2 separate regions of the Anas platyrhynchos genome follow, and region 2 is linked to region 1. A link is a contact called in public Hi-C data. All regions are on one chromosome and are shown on one strand. The core of a region is the stretch at or near the end of the contact, and the rest is flanking DNA. Distances in the headings are between cores, read along the strand shown. Region 1 overlaps VCL (vinculin). Region 2 has its middle 20 kb from the start of PLAU.

Region 1 (2,741 bases), core at 74-2,573:
GAGATAAGGTCTCTCGAAGTCTGAATGGAACAGGCCTCCACCTGGTTTTATTTGTTTTAAAGATGCATACTAAGGAAAAACCTTTATATAAATAAAGCTGACTGTAGTTATAGTATTTATTGCAGTTTTTCATGCTAAGCATTTTCTGTCAAGACTGAAAGAAAAATACTGAGAGTCTGCTATTAGATAAAACTGAAGTTATACAAACTTGAAAGTACAGGATAAGGAACTTTAAGTATTGGGATCTACTGCAGTTAAATACTGCTCAACATAATTCACTTATTTATGCTTTTACTAGTGGAATGCAAATATAAAATATGTATGTTATACAAGAATACATTTGGACAACTTAAAACAGGCAAAGATTTCCAGGACATTAAACACAACTTGGTAGATCTCCAAGTATTAAAAAAAAAAAAAGACTATCTACTGGTATCTTCAGAATGATCCACTATGCATACTATGCATAAGTTATTAATGCTTAACGGCTATTCAGACCTTAAAAAACTGAAATACTTTGCACTTGTTTTTGAATATTACCTGGAGGTGCATTTGGATCTCTCAGCCAACCTTTTGCCTGGGTCATCTTTGAATCTATTAAGGCTAAAGCTCTTTTCATGGCTTCAGTGTCCTTTGCAAAAGAGAAACCACCATAATGATTTTCAAAAAATCAAAGCATAAGAAGTCAACACAATCAAAGCAGACAGAAGTTGTATAAAGCACAGCCTACTTACAGAAACACACCCATGTAAGCAGCTCAAAACCCATTTTCAGACTAGCAGTTCATAGTCACTTATTTCCAAGTAAGGCAGACATTTTCATATCACTCAAAATGCAGAAAATACGCATGCAAGTTTAGTGATTTCTCTATTCCTTTATTTTCTTGTGTTTTAATTCCTAAATAAGCTCCAATAAGCACACATCTTAAGTGTTAGTTCCATTTTTTTCCTTAGTGTACATCAGAGCATGAAGATTAGAGTCAACCTTTTAAAAATGGAAATCAGCCAGTGAATTTTGCTACTTTCTGTACAAGAGGATGCACATCTGCAATTTTCACCTGTTCTGCTGCTTAAAATCCAATAGCTGCTGTCTGCAGAAAAACAGACTGCCAGTTAATTCCTAGAATTCTCAAATATGGATTTTACTGTCTTCGGAGACTTAAACACGTGTTCACATGCGGTTGTCTTAAACTCAGAACTTCTCTACCAGGAGCAAAGAAGCTGCTGCTTTGACTATTACGCAACTATTTTCCAGCACTTCTTTGACTAGAGAAGATAAAACCACTCAGTTCTCATCTCCCTGCATACTCTGTTAATTGTTCATGCATCACCTCTCCACTAGAGGCCAGAAGTTTTCTATCCTATACAAACAGGCAGAGTACCCAGCACCTTAAGTAAGAAGTTGGGAAAAAGCCCAAATAGATTTTTACCACACATGTAATGGAAATAATTTGAAATGCATCTAGTATCCCATGATTAGTACACAGGTCATGGAAAAAAAGCCTGGCCCTTGTGCTGTTGGACTATCCATGCCCAGCTCCTACAGAGAAGCGCCTGTTCCAAGCATCAAAGATCACTATCTGGTGCAACATGGGATACTCTTGACAATACTAAAAAACTGCCACATTTTTGTGAAGCAGTTCGTTCTGCACTCTTAGTCCCAAAGATACATTACTGGGGACATTTTGGCATTTAAGCCAGTTTTATTTAGGCATGTCAGTCTGTCAGCTACTTGTAGAGTATTATAATACAACTCAACTAACTTTCTAAAGGTCATTCAACACAGCTGGATATTTTTAAGGGCTCCAGATTCACAGCCCAAGAGAGTGCACCAAAAGCAGAACTGTTTTCACCTGGAAGACTGGTTCTCCAACCTAGAAATTGGGTCTCAAAGCTTAGGTCAGGATCTATTTAACAACATCCAAAGGATAGGACACGCATCTAGGGTTGGAAGGGGGGACAATGTTTTAAAAGTCATCTTCTCTATAGCTTGAGATTTGTGCATTTAATATACAAGAGTAAAGTAAATAATCATACAATAATTTAAAAACTGAAATGAATGCAAAAAAAACCCTTACCAGCTGTGATGGTAGGTGATAGTTTTCTGTTGTTTTATGTATGTACTAGAGTAACTTTAGCTTGGAATGAATGGTTTACTGCAGGCCCATCTACCCATAAATAATTTGAAACAAAGGATTAACTGAATTTTTAAAAAGGCAACAGATGTTGCTTAGCACATTGATGAGATGCTAGGTGTGGGATGGCTGGGAAAGGACAGCGTTGGGATAATGGGAGGGGCAGGAACTCCTCCCCTCTTTACTGAAGCAGCCTTTTGTGTTGCCTCAGTTGCCTGCAGAGTTGCAGTTACATCAAAATGATAAAGAAGTCTAAGAAGTCTCTCAATCTTAATCTCTTAGCAAAGGATGAAATTAAGGGTGTTTCATCTTTTACACATGATTTTGTGACTGCTAGCACTACCTAAGCAATGTGTGTTGAGCTGTATGGCTTGTACACGCATCTGGAGGTGCTTGCTGTGTTCATACATGTGGCTTGCATACATGTCTGGAGGCATTTGGTGTGTTAGCACATGTTCACACGTGTGGCTCTTATACATGTCTGAAGGTGTTAGGCGTGCTCACGCATGCTGCAACATGTGGCTTGTACATGTGTCAGGAGTCTGCATGTACATGTGTTTTTCAAATGAAATTTAGATCCTACCTGCCCTTCATTTAGAGCTAGAAA
Region 2 (2,741 bases), core at 98-2,597, 74 kb after region 1:
TTTGTCAATGTTAAGGAAGCCAAAGCACCTTCTGGACTCTTTGCAGACAGATAATAGAAAAAAAATCTTTTTGCTGCACATCATCTTCTGATATCAACACTTACCTGCTCTGCAGCATGAAGGCTTGCATCGTAGCCATTTATCTCAAGGCTGTCATTATCCTTTTTCTAATTCCACTGAGATCAATGTCAGATGAAAAGAAAAACTGAAGGTAGCTTTCACAGTGGGAAATTGGGAAATTGTTTTGATTCTTGGTATTTGCAAGCAGTCATCAAGCAGTGTACTAAAAGCTTTAGTCCTACATGGGAACAGACACTCATGAAATTTAATTCCTCATTCCTTTTGGCTTATACAGCTTTTAGCTTGTTGCTTAATTTTGAAAAATATTGGTAATGGCTAACTCAGAGCATCAGAACATCTTTATACAAGCATCTGTCGTCACAACCAATATGACATTTTTAATGTGTTAAGTGCCCCTACCGATTCCAAATGGAGGCTCACCTCCATGCACATTTCCTTTGTGTCAGAATTACCTGTTTACATTAGTCTAAATGCCTGAAGACTTTATGTCTTCATACACCACTAAGCTTATTTTCCTTGCAGACATACAAGCAACCATCTAGGTACAGAATACATGACATCGCAGTGCTGTTCACCTGGCTTGGTAGTGCAGCTTTTACAGCAAATTCAATTAAAGCATCAACTTTATGCTGAGCTGGTGATAATAAATTCTTCACATAATAGAAGCTCTGCTTTGATGGTTTTCATGTGTCATTTTAACTAATCAGGATAAGTGCTAAAGAAGCAATTATGTGGTCTAGGCCATAGATAATACAGTGCTGTCTTCTGCTAAGTACCATGCAAGCAAGAATGGCAGTGCTTATCAGATTCACGCATAAAGTAATGTGGCTTCCCTGCGTTTAAGGTTTTCAGCTTTTTTCATTTTGTATTTTCACTGGTCCCAGGAACAAGTCACAAAATGAAGCAAAACTACTAAAAGCATGAAAGTAATATGAAAGATTGATGCTTTGGTTGTCTAATTGCAATCAACAGAGGACGTGTTTTTTCACCTATGATTAGTGAATAGTCTTCCACAGTACCTTGGAATGAGAGTCACTACTAAAACCAAGGACCTACACAAAATGTAGCCCTTTGCTTCCATCACAGATTTGAGAAATGCAGAAAACAAACTTTCTGGCTTTGGCAGGACACGCAGGGCTTGCACTATCAGTGCACCAAAATTTCAGAAGCAAAGATGTTACCGTGGGCATTCCTCCCCGGGGCAGTGATTCAGCTCCTCTGGCCACTTGTTGCAATCAATTTGGTGACTGGTTTTGAGGCCACGTGAAGCTGACAGTGTTGGCTGCTTGCTTCTTAAAGGTTTCAGTCAAGTGCAAATACTATCTGATCAGCCATGCAGACGTGTTGATTTATATTTACTCACTCAGTCTATTCTCGGAGCTTGAATCTTTTAACAGATATTAATGCTTACTCATGGGACTGTATTTGATGAGGCAGAAAGCTGTGCATCCGGCTTGGCCAAGGTCACGTCATGGAGTCACATCTGTGAGAAAGCACAGAGCTGCTAGGCTCAGAGCTGCTGGTGCCCAGAACAAGCACTGCTGCCACAGTCTGCTCCTTCTGCAACCCCAGGAGCTAAGGTGCAGCAAAGAGCTAGAGGAAAATCGTGGCACTGCAAATACACAAAGCACAAACTGTGGCAGAAGTGGGAATCTGCACTAGCTGAGGTGTAACTGAGTGAGTCGTATGTTGTGAGCAATGAGACTTGACAGGTCTAAGTGAGGGAAGCCCCGGAGGGACTCTTCACAGACAGAACACTGTTGCTGCAGTTCAGTTCAGTTCATTCCCAGCCTCCTGCTAGAGCTGCAGCCCAGACTCAGAACTATGACTTGCAATGTTTGGAAAACATAAACTGCATAGGAAGTTCATACTTGTATGTTTTGTAGTGCCTTGACTATCCTGAGTGAGAGTTATCCTTGCAGCATTCAATCTCATTGAAGTGTATTTCTAATTCATGACAATCTGGATTTTAGGGTGAGAAAGCTGCCAGATCCTACCTCTGGCATGTGTATCTGGTGCCTGTGAGAAGCAAGGGGAGCTTCTGGCACTGAGGAGGGCAGGGCTGAATATTTGGGATTGATCCTGTAAAAGATGCTTTAGCTCTGATGTTTTATTCATTAGGAGAACATAATCTAGATAAACAAGACTTGCAGAGGTGTTTTTTTTTTTTTTCTTTTGTTTTGTTTTTAATCGGAGACTCTTTAGCAGGTATTTTATTTTGAATAAAATAGGTATTTTAAAAAAATTGTGTGCAATATAAATGCCATTTCTGAATTTGGCTCCATCTGAGGGAAGACGTGCAGAGGAGGTGGAAAAAGATGCACAATGATGAAGCTGACCTTAACTGACTCCCTTGCTGGGTTCACATTCCTTTACATGAGAGAAGTAATAGATTTTTTTTAAACATTTATCTTAAACCATCATAGATATCACCAGTGAGTTAGAATAAATATGTTTGGCCATTTCTTTCTGAGTAACAAGTGTCACAGTGTTTGGTTCCCCAACACCCTACCCTGCCGTTAAAGCAATTGCAGGCTAATCTATTTGCCCTACACCTACCCGAGTTCTGTCTGTTCTGAGTAGTCAAGCAAGTCCTGCAGCTTAGTTTCATTACTCTCCTGTCACCGAAACAGAGAAATAACCTTGCTGGTGTAGTCTTG

What was found. A called contact is a pair of places that touch in the nucleus more often than the background predicts.
Region 2: a Hi-C map of skeletal muscle shows a contact between it and region 1, with 4 times the contacts expected there. The contact joins two enhancer-like sites. A contact is called at or near these places in 3 of 8 Hi-C or Micro-C datasets (skeletal muscle and subcutaneous adipose tissue).

Annotation. Positions count from the first base shown.
Region 1 is chr6:19,208,933-19,211,673 of IASCAAS_PekinDuck_T2T, forward strand. It overlaps VCL (vinculin), which reads right to left. Exons shown (of 22, transcript XM_027459788.3): 7 at 541-631. Among named protein-coding and RNA genes, the nearest start is that of AP3M1, 40 kb to the left of the region's middle. Within about 2 kb of position 1,324, at least 1 of the 8 cell types and tissues checked has an H3K27ac peak or open chromatin away from gene starts, as enhancers often do.
Region 2 is chr6:19,283,069-19,285,809 of IASCAAS_PekinDuck_T2T, forward strand. No RefSeq gene overlaps it. Among named protein-coding and RNA genes, the nearest start is that of PLAU, 20 kb to the right of the region's middle. Within about 2 kb of position 1,348, at least 1 of the 8 cell types and tissues checked has an H3K27ac peak or open chromatin away from gene starts, as enhancers often do.